2 separate regions of the Sus scrofa genome follow, and region 2 is linked to region 1. The links are chromatin contacts, called in public HiChIP or PLAC-seq maps. All regions are on one chromosome and are shown on one strand. The core of a region is the stretch at or near the end of the contact, and the rest is flanking DNA. Distances in the headings are between cores, read along the strand shown. Region 1 holds the start of CCNB1 (cyclin B1). Region 2 holds the start of BDP1 (transcription factor TFIIIB component B'' homolog).

The links. HiChIP or PLAC-seq counts read pairs in DNA pulled down with a chosen protein or histone mark.
Region 2: a contact with region 1 is called in an H3K27ac HiChIP or PLAC-seq map of skeletal muscle, with 4 times the contacts expected there. The contact joins the promoter of BDP1 here to the promoter of CCNB1 in region 1. A contact is called at or near these places in 2 of 5 promoter capture datasets (fetal liver and liver), 1 of 47 Hi-C or Micro-C datasets (skeletal muscle) and 1 of 2 datasets of contacts at active chromatin or transcription factors (skeletal muscle).

What each region holds. Positions count from the first base shown.
Region 1 is chr16:47,334,576-47,341,523 of Sscrofa11.1, reverse strand. CCNB1 (cyclin B1) reads right to left here and starts at 3,285. Exons shown (of 9, transcript NM_001170768.1): 1 at 3,133-3,285; 2 at 2,354-2,524; 3 at 2,084-2,260; 4 at 1-158. The coding sequence starts at 3,153.
Region 2 is chr16:47,796,921-47,803,868 of Sscrofa11.1, reverse strand. BDP1 (transcription factor TFIIIB component B'' homolog) reads right to left here and starts at 2,596. Exons shown (of 38, transcript XR_002339791.1): 1 at 2,124-2,596. LOC100517502 (small EDRK-rich factor 1) reads left to right here and starts at 6,290. Exons shown (of 3, transcript XM_003134027.5): 1 at 6,290-6,450. The coding sequence starts at 6,444.

The sequences.
Region 1 (6,948 bases), core at 2,036-4,535:
ATATCTTTCACATATTCACTACAAAGGTTTGGATCCCCTCCATCTTCTGCATCCACATCATTCACTGCAAGAATTACATCAGAGAAAGCCTGACACAAATATTCTTCTGCAGGGGCACAGCCAGATGTTTCCATGGGGCTTGGAGAGGGAGTATCAACCTGAAACAGATTTTGAAACAACAGTTAAGAAGAGCACACGGTCTGCGAATAAAGGTCAGATAACTGGTACCAACTCAAAAGACTACCTGCTGAATAGATATACAATTCATTTAGCTTTTCAAATTTATTCAGTGTATCTTCAGGAAATAATAGGAAAAGTAAAATGCCAACTTAGGCTGAGCCAATTTAGAGGCAGCAGCTAAACAGTTACAACAGAGAGGAAGCAAATTCATATTCAAGACTTTCCTCCAAATAAAACTGGTAAGTAATGGATCTGTTTAGCGATGTCATGTGAAGTTAATCCAAGTGAATATGTTAATCCTTAGTCTTTATTTCAAATTATGGACTGTTTCCCACTGCCCAAAAGAACACAAGTTCTGTTCTGACTACTAAGGATTAACTGACTTGTTATCACAAACCATTTTCCTCAAGCTCCAGTTACCCTGTGGTCCAAACATTGACTGAGCACTTTCTTCAAATCAAGCCCTGTGCTAGACACTGGCTTTATGATGTCCTCAAGAAGCTTTGAATTTAGAAAAAGTAAATGGGAGTTCCCGTCGAGGCTCAGTGGTTAACGAATCTGACTAGGAACCATGAGGTTGAGGGTTCGATCCCTGCCCTTGCTCAGTGGGTTAACGATCCGGTGTTGCTGTGAGCTGTGGTGTAGGTTGCAGATGCGGCTCAGATCCAGCGTTGCTGTGGCCCTGGTGTAGGCCAGTGGCTTCAGCTCCGATTAGACCCCTAGCCTGGGAACTTCCATATGCCGCGGGAGTGGCCCAAGAAATGGCAAAAAGACAAAAGACAAAAAACAAAAAACAAAACAAAGAAGTAAATGAAGTAAAGAGACTGATTCTGGGAACAAGAGTAGGGTGGGGGAAGTTAAGATGGGGATGGGGGAAGTTAAAGAAAGCTTTGGGTGTTGATGCTTGAGCTGTTATGAAGGATGAAAAGGTTATCAGTTACATGAAAGAGGGTGGGAAAAGTATTCTTGTAAGTGGGGAAGCAAAGGTTAGAATCACTATGGGACTTTTAAATGAAAGCTCAGGTCATGAGGTATGGTCAATTAAAGAGTGGGGGAAAAAAAAAAGGAACAAATGAAAACCACAAAAAAAATCCCATAAAACAAAGACTGTGCATGCTACAGTTTTCTGTGCTGTGTCCAGAAGGTCAATATTAAATCCACAGCCTCAGTCACATCCCCTTCCCTTAGACATACAATGAGGCTGAATGACTTTAACAGACCATTTCCCAACCAGCTTTAAGGAGATATTAAAAATTAGTACTTAAGAATGCAATTCATTGCAATTTCAGCCAAGCAGCCTCTTCTAGATGAAATATTTTTCCCTCACAGAAGAAGATACATTTAATATCTGATATTTAATAAAAAGTTCTTGGTGTTGAGGCCAAGTGTTAAGCCATCTTCTTACCCTGCTCTCTGAAGAGCTACATTTTCTGCTTTACACATTTATATATTTCGGTGTTGGCTTATTATTATTTGGTGGCCACATTAGGGAGTAAACAAAAAGGACTTAAAGAGAACAATCTGTGCTTCAGTCAACATATTCTGGTCAGAGATGACTGGTACCTTAAAGACAGCAAAATCTTTGGTCCCTGCAGCTACCACTCAATACCGTAAACAAAGGAGGGGTAGTAAAACAAAGCAATTAAAAGCACAGTTTCTGAAGCCAGATAGGCTGGGTTTGAACCCAATTCTGTCATTGACTAGATGTGACTAGAAGAATACCAGTGCTGAGTATACTATTAACGTGAGCTAATGCATGTACAGTGCTTAGCAGAACCTACTTCCTGTTAAGTACTATATAAATGTTACTATTACTACTATTTGTTCAAATGCTATTCCATACTTGAATAAAATGAAAGGAAACAAACAATCAACAGACTCTAAAATGGTCCAGAAAGTTTACCAAAATAGGTTCAGGGGAAAGTTTCTCTCCTTTAACAGGCTCAGGTTCTGGTTCAGGCTCCAGTTCAGGCTCGGGCTCCCTCTCTGGCTGGGGCTCTAATACAGGTACAGGAGCCTTTTCCAGAGGTTTCGGTAGTTTTTTAGCAACAACTTTTCCAGCAGCTAAAGTTTTTGCTTCCTGTGGATGAAAAGGAGAGAATGGATTGTTTCTCCACCAAGAGCCACAGCTGGAAGGGAGACACTCACAGAATAGTTGAATCAGCATAGTTACCTTTTTCAGAGGCAGTTTGGCCTGTGGCTGTTCACTGACTTTGTTACCGATGTCTCCAAGAGCAGTTCTTGGCCTCAGTCCGGGCTTAGAGGTTGCAGCAGAGGCCACAGGCACGCGCTTTGCGCCTGCCATACTGATCTTCGCCTTATTTTCAGCATTAATTTTCGTGTTCTGTAAGAAGCAAGACGAGTCTGGGAGTTGGCCCCGCCACGTTAAAATAAGTCAAGGGTTAAAGCGGGGCAAAAAAAAAAAACAACAAAAAAAACTGCGGCCCTCAGAAGGAAAGCCGACTGTGAATGGGTTCCCAGGGGAAACCGGGGTTCCAGGGTCTACGCTAAGCTTATGACAAGTCAGTTTTCTCCTGGAACCTCTCCGTTCACCTATTGAGGGATTACGTGCTCAGTCCCCGCCGGACCTAAAATACCATGGAAATCGAAAAAGCCTTCAATTGCAGGCACCTTCCCTTTCCCTCAGGGAAGAAGATTGCGCAATTGGTGGGAGCCCACTCGGGTCCTCCAACACCTTTTACAAAAGGTTTCCGGTCTACCCTCCATCTGCCCCCTCCCCCCAATTAGTCCAAGGCCCATCCGCTTCTCTTTTGCACCTTTCTCTCTCCGTCCGTCTGCCCCCCAAACTCTCCCAGTATGTTAGGGGCCCACCGACCGCCTTCCTCCTCTCCAAATTCGCTCCCACCGTGGGGGAACTCCAGCAGGGGAAACAGGGAGAGGAGACCCAGGAGTCAGGAGAGCCGCGTTTGTTCACCAACCGCAGCAGCTCACCCTGGTGATCCGGAGCGCCATGACTTCCTCTGTACCAGGCCAGGCAGCAGCTCAGAGGGGAGAAGCAGAGCACTGGAGCCCCGACCAGCCGGGGACCTTGAAGCCACCACTAGCTAACAGCCGTTCCTCCGCAGCACGCCGGGAGGAATCCGGCCCCGCCTCGGGTTTAAACCCCGCACCGCTCCCTCCTTATTGGCCTGTTCGTGGCACTCGCTCACTTCCCATTGGCGGCGGCCAGTTCCTCCGAAAATGCGTTTCCAAGGCGATCCCGCGAAGAAGTTCGGGCGGGGGCGGGGCCAGGCCGTCACGTGGTCTGACTCGGCGCCTGCGCCCTGGGGCAGCCGCTACTGCCACCTGATGAAGGGAGGGTTCTCTTTGCCCCACACCTGGAGCAGTGAACTTGTAAGCGACTAAAGTTAGCTGAGACAAGTCACAGCGGCCTTGGGAAAGGAAGAGTGGAGCTCCTTGTTTGACGTGAGGGGCAGTTATGGCTTTAGTCCTACTTGTTAAACACACTTTCCTCTCCTAGAGTGGCTTGTAGCAGGAAATACTTTTATATATACATTCTTTTTTCGTTTGTTCATTCCAACAGCACTCTGGGATAAAAAGGAGGCTCCGAGATGCTTTGGGTGACTCCCAGGATCACAAATTAGTAACACGGGATTGAACTTCACTTTCTTTGGATCCATGAGGTTTCCACACACTAATTGTCTCTTAATTTTGCAAGCCAGGCTGCCTCTTAACCTGCCAGATTACTTCAATCAAGTTGTTTCCCAAAGCCAATCTTTTTCTTTTAGTTTTTTACTTGAAAATAATTTCAAACTTACAAAAGTTTCAGACAAAAATGTAACAAGGAACACACATAGAGCCTTTATCCAGATTCAAATATCCTTAACATTTTTACCCCATTTGTTTTATGGTTTACTTAATCTTATATATAGATCTATGTATAACTGTATATAAATTTTTTTTCTTGGAAATACCTGTTGTGGCTCAGCAGTAACAAACCTGACTGGTATCCATGAGGATTCAGTTTCCATCCCTGACCTTGCTCAGTTGCCCTGAGCTCTGGTGTGGGCTGCAGATGTGACTTTGATTCAACCCCTAGCCTGGGAACTTACATATGCTGCACGTGCGGCCCTTAAAAAAACAAACAAACAAACAAACAAAAAACCACTTAAATATTTGAGGGTAAGTTATATATATCATGGCTCCTTATCTGTTAAATTTTTAGTGTGTATTTCCTAAGGAAAAAAGCATATTCTCTTAATGTAATCACAATAGAATTAGCAACTGCGTAAATTTACTATAACATTTTATTCAATCTAGTTTGTATTCTAATTTTGTCGCTTGAGCAGTTTCTAGCACTTTCTTTCCTCCAGTACAAGATCCAGCTAGGGTCAGTGTTGCATGTAGCCTCCTTTAGTCTGGAACAGTTCCCACAGCTTTCCTTTGTCTTTGTTTTTTTTTTTTTTTTTTTTTTTGTTTTTTGAACACTGATGGTTTTGAAGAGTGCAGTACTCCCTGCCACTTTTTAGGAAATAGAACTTTCTTATTTTTGTGTTTGTCTAATGGTTCCTGTGATTTACACCGAGGTTATGCATTTTTGGCTATTATGCCGTGGAGGTGACATCATATTCTAAGGGGATCAACTTTGCAAACATGTGGTGTTCACCTGTTCCCCATAAGGGAGATTAATTTTGATCACTTGGCTAAGCTTTTACCTGGTTTTGGCACTGTACACTTAGTTGTTTGCTTTTTTCTTACAACTAAAGTGTCTGTGAGAAGACACTTTAAAACCATGCTCCTCATCAAGTTCCCTTCGATTTCACCTCCCCTCACAGCAGCACTTGCTTAGGAAATGCTAACATTGTTTTCCCATTGCCATGGGCTCTCTCCAGCTAGCTGAAGCTGAGAAAGCACATACATTTTTTTTCTTTTTAGGGCCGCAATCGTGCCATATGGAAGTTTCCAGGCTAGGGATCAAATCGGAGCTGCAGCTGCCAGCCTATGCCACTGCTACAGCCACAGCAACCTCAGATCCAAACCAAGTCTCCAACCTACACCACAGCTCATGGCAAGGTTGGATCCTTTAGCCCACTGAGGGGGGCCAGGGATTGAATCTGCATCCTCATGGATACTAGTCAGGTTTGTTTCTGCTGAGCCAAAAACCACGTACTTTGAATGAATGACTCTAGGATACCAGGCCTTTAGCAGACCTAAGTGAATACCCTATCCTCACCATAGGAAATTCTTTTAACATGGCAGTTCTCAACTGGGGAACATTTTTTCTCATGGGTGGCACTTGGCATTTCTAGTTGTCACAATTGGGAAGATGCTACTGGCATCTAGAGGGTAGAGACCAGAGATGCTTTAAAACATCCTGCCAAGCACAAGACAGCCCGCACCCCATAGGCACACACACAGGTGATTATCCAGTCTCATGTCAATTCTCCGAGATTGCCAGACTTTAGAAATCTTGCCAACTATGTACACATCTGTGACTCATTTCTGTTAAGAATGTTGACTTTTGATGTTTAATTGATACAACTTTCATGGATCATCTCCTTTTTTAAATTTAATTTTTAGTTTATCTTTACGTATAGTTGATTTACTATGTTGCGAATCATCTCTTTTCTTTTTTTTAAATTTGTGTGACTTTTTGGAGGGCCACACTCATGGCATGTGGAAGTTCCTGGGCCAGGGACTGAATCTGTGCCATGGCAGCAACCCAAGCTGCTGCAGTGATAATGCCGGATCCTTAACCTGCTAGGCCACAAGAGAACTCCTGAAAGAACTCTTATATAGAGGGGAAAAAAAAAAAATTGGGGAACACTGTAGACAGTGGAGTCCATTGGATGAATTGAGGGTTTGAAGTATAGTGGCTTTTTATTGGCTGAGCTCTTACCAGGCAAAAAGAGGAGGCATCTTGCCTTACCATTGGGCAGTGCTATAGTCACAGGGCATGAAAACCCCCCTTTCTGACCTCCCACTGTCTTTTATTTTATTTTATTTTATTCGTTCTTGGCCACCCTGTGGCATATGGAGCTCCTGGGCCAGGGATCGGATTCACCTTAGCTGAAGCTGCGGCAATGCTGGATCCTTAATCCACTGTTCCTGGCCAGGGATTGAACCTGAGTCCCAGTGCTCCCAAGAGGCTGACAATCCAGTTACACCACAGCAGGAGCTCCTCCCACTGTATTTTAGTTGAAGTTTCTGTTTATTATTTTTTACCACAGCAATGGGCTTATCATGGTCAGAAAAGCCAGTGTGGCTAAAATATGGGCGAAGTTGAGGGTAGAGATGAGAGTAAAGAAATGAGAAAGGGTAACATTGCACAAGGCCTTGTGAACCAGTGTGAAGAGTTTGGGCTATAATACGGGCAGTGGAAGCCTTTGAAGAGTTTTAAGCCAAGGTGTGGCATAATCTATCTTTTCGAAAGATTCTGTAGTCATTATGGAGAGAATGTGTACAGGTGAGGAGGGGGGAAGCAGGAGAAGAGAAGCAGGGAGCCATTAAGAGGCTATTGTAAGAGTTCCCTCCGTGGCTCAGCAGAAACAAATCTGACTAGTATCCAAGAGGATACGGGTTCAGTATCTGGCCTTGCTCAGTGGCATAAGGATCCAGCATTGCCCTGAGCTGTGGTGTAGTATATAGATGCGATTTGGATCTGGCATGGCTGTGGCTGTGGTGTAGGCTGGCACCTGCAGTTCCGATTCGACCCCTAGCCTGTGTGCAGCCATAAAGACCAAAAAAAAAACTTTTTTTTTTTGGTAGGAGGCCAGGCAAAAGAGGGTGGCTTTGATGGTATTGGTA
Region 2 (6,948 bases), core at 1,347-3,846, 460 kb before region 1:
GGAATGGCCTTAAGAGGATATAAGTCAAGAATTAAAACCAGGGAGTTCCCTGTTGGTGTAATGGTTACTATTCAGCACTTTTGCCTCTGGGACCCAGGTTCAATCCCTGGTCTGAGAACTGAGATCCTACTTTAAGCTGCTGTACCTTGTGGCCAAAAAGAAAAATAAATAAAAGCAGTCTACTGTTTTCATGTTAGGATTAGTTTAATATAAAAGTGGAATATGCCTAAACCTATAAAATAACCTTTCCAGAAAGTATCCAAATTAAACCCTTATCTCAGCCCTAATAATGTGATACCACCTGCATTTTATCCAGTTAAGTTGAATGCATAAAAGGACAAAACATACACCCTATAGGTTTTTACAATTAGTAAAGACCCACTTAGGAGTTCCCGTCGTGGCGCAGTGGTTAACGAATCCGACTAGGAACCATGAGGTTGCGGGTTCGATCCCTGCCCTTGCTCAGTGGGTTAATGATCTGCCTTTGCCGTGAGCTGTGGTGTAGGTTGCAGACACGGCTCGGATCCTGCGTAGGTTGCAGACACGGCTCGGATCCTGCGTTGCTGTGGCTCTGGCATAGGCTGGCAGCTACAGCTCTGATTAGACCCCTAGCCTGGGAACCTCCATATGCCTCGGGAGCGGCCCAAGAAATAGCAAAAAAAAAAAAAAAAAAAAAAAAAAAGTAAAGACCCACTTAAAAAAGGATAAAAAACAAAGTATATTTACTAAATGTCTACTCTATGAAAGCAATACCCTTAATCTTAAATGTCTCAAGACTACACTTATATTATCGATAATCATGCATTCACATGTAGTTAACAGAATCTCTGTAAACTTTATTACTTTAACAGTAACTGGTATTTGTAGTCCATTATTGGGAGAAATTGTGAAATAAATTCTTGTAAGAAACTTGGAAATTACTAAGCATCACTAAGCTATCAAAATAACATTCTATACCCAGCACCAATTAAGGCCAACAGAAAAAATCAAACCAAAAAAGAAAGGAGTAAAATCGTCACCTTCCTATCACAATAGAAAAAAAATTTATGCCATCTCACTGTCATTTAATGGGGTTGGTTTTCCTTGGTTTCCTCATATTTAGAGTATAAAAACAGAGATCAGGGAGTTCCCATTGTGGCTCCATGGGTTTCGAACCTGACTAGTATCCATGAGGATGCAGGATCCCTGGCCTTGCTCAGTGGGTTAAGGATCCAGTGTTGCCATGAGCTGTGGTGTAGGTCACAGATGTGGCTTGGATCCGGGTTGCTGTGTCTGTGGTGTAGCCTGGCAGCTACAGCTCCAATTTAGTCCCTAGCCTGGGAACTTCCAAATGCGGCAGGGGTGGCCCTAAAAAAAAAAAAAAAAAAAAAATCAGAGACCATTAGTAACTCAACATGTCTTAACTTTAATTACTTTGTTCCATCACCTTTAAACACCTAAAGGTAGGTAACTATTCTGCCATGTTCTATGCAAGACAGTTTATATCAGTTATCTTTAATTTTTACAATAACTCTCCAAAGCAGGTTATGTTATCCACATTTTGCATATGAAAAAACTCTGCCTGGGCGAAATCCATGAATTGTTAAGGAGAAGAATTCTGAATCCAAATGTAGTACATGACACATGCTTTTCTGTTCAGAAAACATGGTCACTATAGCTAAAGGGCCACAGCCTCAAATTAAAACAAATAACCAGACTTCCTTTCCGTTGACATAATGTAGAATCAAGTAACACTCCTCTTCTTTTAAGAATAATTGTTTTTAATATTTTTTTAAAAACTTACACCAGCAAAGTATTCCAAAAGAATGAAAACCGTGGTGATCTAAACGCTCCAATGACTACATGTGGATATTCTTCACCTCATAACTGTTATGTGCGGATTCCTCCCGCCACCGCTTTAAGACATGGTCCCGTCTCAAAGAATCTATACTCGGTAACAAAATCCACGCTTCCCACACCGTGTGGTCAGAGTGACCAACTGCAGTTTGCAGTGTGTTCGGCGGTCTCAACTGCCAGGCTTAGTGCAAGCGAAAGAGTACTTATTCATAAAGTTTCTTTACTCCGCTTCCAGGTGACACGACAAGGGAGGAGTAGACGAAAACGCTGCCTCTGCAAGTCCTTACCTGCTCTTGGGAGTCTTTTCTTGAGGTTCTGCCTCCCCAGAATCCACCGGAGGCACATCTGTAGGTTCCGCTGGCTTCGGGACAGAGGCCGCGGCAGGCTCTGGCGGCCTGGGAGCCTCTTGTTCACGCTGGGGATTGGGGGCAGTGGAGCCCCTGGCGCCCGCTCCAGGCCTGACATTCGGCTTCACGCTAAGGCGTGCCCTGCGGAACATGGCGGAGCCAGGGGGCCCGGGGAGGCGGCCCCACGGCCGCTCTCAGCCCCGAGCCCCGGCTGCTGCCCAGAGAGGAGTTTAAGAACTACGCTCTTGCCACAGAGCCACACTACCAGCCGAACAGACAGCTACCGCAGTTTCACGCTCCCGCCGCCGCCTCGGATCTCCCGCCGCCGCCTCTTCTTCATGACCCTACTACACTAATTGCCAAGTTTCCCTCAGCACCTTGAATCCCCGCCCTCGGAGGGCGCCGGAACTGACTGCGTCATCACCCAACGCCGCCGGATGGCGTAAGACGTAGAGCGCCCGGAGCCATGGTAACTGTCAAGCTCTGGAGCCTGGGTTATCTGAGAACGGGAAATGAGAAGCAGCGCTGGCGTGCTCTTCGCTCTCCTTAGGAATTGTTCAAAAGAAGAGGTAGTCAATCTATCAGCTCAGACTTTTACAAAACTCTTAAAGTCGCTGGCCGTTTTTGTTTGTAGAGGATTCTGTAGAGCACTGCCTGCTCATCAGCACGTCTCTAAGCCTTAAAAATTCTTTTTTTTTTTTTTTTTGCTATTTCTTGGGCCGCTCCCGCGGCATATGGAGGTTCCCAGGCTAGGGGCTGAATCGGAGCTGCAGCCACCAGCCTACACCAGAGCCACAGCAACGCTGGATCCGAGCCGCGTCTGCAACCCACACCACAGCTCATGGCAACGCTGGATCGTTAACCCACTGAGCAGGGGCAGGGACCGAACCCTCAACCTCATGGTTCCTAGTCGGATTCGTTAACCACTGCGCCACGATGGGAACTCCAGCCTTAAAAATTCTAAATTGAGGAGTTCTTGTTGTGGCTCCACGGGTTAAGAACCTCAGCAGTAACTATGTCTAGTCACTTATGATGGAGCACGATGATGTGAGAAAAAAGAATGTATACATGTATGTGTAACCGGGTCAACTTGCTGTACAGTAGAAAATTGACAGAACAGTGTAAACCAGCTATAATGGAAAAAATAAAAATCACTATAAATGAAAAAAATTAAAAATAAGGAAAATTTGTGAACTACAAAGATAAATAAATAAATAAACAAACAAATAGAACGAACCCCACTAGTATCCATTGGGAGGCTGGTTCCTTCCCTAGCCTAGCTCTGTGAGTTAAGGATCCTGCAAGCTGCTGCCTAGGAAGCAGATGCGGCTGGATCCAGCAGTGGCAGTAGGTGGGCAGCTTCAGTAGGCTGGCAGCTTCAGTGTGCCTTCCATATGCCACAGGTGCTGCCCTAAGGGGGAAAAAAAAAAGTTGAGCGTGTCTGCCAGAGATAACTAGAGACTTAAAATTACTATGACACTCTTAAGACTTTACAAACTTGGATGTGTATCAAAAATCTTATGATTTTATATATTTAATAGTAAAATTAAATCTGACTCTGTTTCCATCCCTTTACAAACAGGAGATTTAATCTCAGTTATTACTTACTTTTTTACCTGCAGAACTGGGACTGCCATAGACTCTTGGGTAAGAAAGGCCAGTGCCTTCTGTTTATACCAGAATATGCTGTACAGAGCTGTTTGGTTCTGGCAGTAACTCTAATATTCCTGAGATATTTTTGGCAGGAATTATTTTTGTCAAGTTCTTGAGCTTCTTTAGGTGTGTTTGAAGTCGCTGTTCAGAGTGCCGGAGGGAGCCTACAGTATAGCCTTCTCTTCTCTATGCTTTCACTCTTGCCTTCCTATTCTCAAAAACATCTAAAATTGTCTCTCTTTCTAGATGACCTAGCAATCTTTTCAATCAGTTCAAGGTTTTATTCCCCAGGCATTTTGTTATTAATGTAACAGGTGTTCTTGTAGAATTTTCTTCTCCTTCCAAAAAGGAAGTCAGGCTTCTGTTTTCCATGAGTCAGGGGACTTGTATTGCAGGTTCAAACACTGGCCCATAATCCATAGAGCCAGTTTCATCTCCAGACATTTTCCTTCTAATTTTAGAGGAGTTCCTGTACTACCCTACATAATGTAAGCCAACCTCTCATTAATTTCTGTCATATTACCCTCTAAATTTGTGTCATTGTATTTAAAAATTCTTATATTGTCTTGTTCATTTGTTGAATCTTCCTCTTCTCTTCAGAATGCCTTGTTTATTGCCCTACTGCTCCTTCCTGAAGCAGATTAAAAATGCTCGCATTAACTTATAAAGTCTCAACTATAATAATTTTTTTTTCTTTTTAGGGCCTCATTTACAGCATATGGAGGTTCCTGGCTAGGGGTCGAATTGGACCTACAGCTGCTGGCCTACACTACAGTCACAGCAAGGAGGGATCCAAGCTGTGTCTGCAGCCTACACCACAGCTCATGGCAACACTGAATCCTTAACCCACTGAGTGAGGCCAGGGATTGAACCCGCAACCTCATGGTTCCTAGGCAAATTCGTTTCCGCTGCACCACAATGGGAACTCCTAACTATAGTAATTTTTGAGCAGGTATTACAGCCACATTAAAAAGTACAGGAGTTCCCATCATGGCTCAGAGGTTAGCAACCCAACTAGCATCCATGAGGATGCCGGGTTCAGGGTCAGAGGTCACAGATGCCACTCGGATTCCAAGTCACTGTGGCCAGGGCGTAGGCCAGAACCTGTATCTCTGATTGGACCCCTAGCCTGGGAACCGCCATAAAAAAAAAAAAAAAAAAAGTACACAAGGAAGGAGTTCCTGTTATGGCACAGCAGAAAAGAATCCGACTGGTATCCATGAGGACGAGGGTTTGATCCCTGGCCTCGCTCAGTGGGTTAAGGATCGGCATTGCCGTGAGATGTGGTGTAGGTTGCAGACGCAGCTCAGATCCTGTGTTGCTGTGGCTCTGGCCTAGGCAGGCAGCTACAGCTCTGATTCAACCCCTAGCCTGGGAACTTTCATAAGACAAAAAATAAAAAATGAAAAAAATAATAACCAACAAATTAAAAGCCTTACAAAATAGGATAATTTTAGGGTGTCCAGACTAACTCTACCCATTTTTCAGTTTGTAACAATTAACAGAATAGATGAAGATAATAAATACCAAGCATCTTTACATGTCTGCATCTAGCCATGACAGATGCTCCACCGCTTTTCAGTAGGTTTAAGGTAATTCTAGGCTATTCTGAATTCCTGGTAATACTACATTCCCTTCCATTCTTTCCCCATCACACAACCCAAGCACAGAGCCACGGAACTCCCAAAGTACTGTCCACCCTGACAAAGCATTGGGATAAAATAGGAAATGAACAGACTTGAGAGAGTCTGTTTTCAACTTGAATCTCACTTCTGCCTCACTGCACTGCTCCCTGCCTAGTAGATCTGTCGCTTCTGGTCTCAGTCTCAGTTGCTTCTTCCAAAAAAACGAGAACAATTAAGACCACCTTGCAAGCTTGATGGGTGAATAAAGAAGTAAGGGGCCAATACCACCTTTCGCAGAGCTAACATTCAATCTATCTATTCTGTCCCCTTCCTCTCTTTCTCCCCTCTGAAACGTGATGAAAGATCGCCCAGGACATATGGAAGTTCTTGGACCAGCGGCAAATTTGAGCCGCAGTCGAGACCTATGCCACATTTGTTTCCAGATTCTTAACCCACTGCTGCGGAATAGAGGATCCAACCCCTTCCGCTGCAGACACAACACGGGCTCCTTAACCCGCTACGCCACAGCGGGAACTCCTAGATATTCTAACTTTTAATGTCGCTACCCCAAAAATGGGGGCTGGTCAAGCCCCAGTTCGCTGTACGCAGAGAGGAAAGTCCACACACGCCTATCCCTCTCTCAGACACAGGCCCGCTTTCTGAACTCTACCAAACTTGCACGGCGGAACGACCCTGGCAGCACACTACTCTCCGCTGCGGCGGATCCGCGGCCCGCGCCAGGGACCGCACCGCCCCGCACCCACGCACCGCACCCCCGCCCCGCCGCCAGCGGCCGCGCAGGCGCAGTCCCTCTCCGGCCAAGCCGGCTGCTGTCTGGGCTTGGTGGGCGGGGCGGTCGACCTCTCTCAGGAGTATCCCGCCGCCGCGGGCTCTGTCTCTCAGATCTACCAGTGGGCACGGCTGCTGAGCGTGCGAAGTCGTTGTTTTTCTAAGTAGCTCTCTTCCAAGCTCAGTGGTCAGCATGGCCCGTGAGTGTGCAGACCGGTAGAGGAAGCCGCAGGGAGCGTCGGGCTAGGAAGTCTAGCGCAGAGGCCCAGCGGGCGGGAGGCGGGGGCCGGCTGGTGAAACCCGTTCTGTCCGGCGCAGTGGGGACCCGGTTTGCAGTGAGATGGGAGAGAGGGAAGGTTGGCTCCGGTCCAGCCTGAAAGGTCGGACAGGTATCTGCCCCTCCGATACAAGTTTACACAGCAAGGAGCACCTCCCTGGAGATGGCAGCCCTGGGAGGGGTCTTATTTTGGAGGTGACTTATAGCTGGTGCTTAATACTTAAAAAGTCGAGAGGCCTAATGAGGACCAGGAATTCTGAGTCTCTTCCCTCGTTCTTTTGTTTGGCCCTTGCAGGTAATGTTTTAGTAGCATCTGTCTTCGCTTGCTTAACAATTGAATTATCGTGGGCCAACTTGTGTGAGATGTGGTCTGTGATGTATCTTTCACTCTCCACCCACACTTCTCAAAAGCCAGAACTTA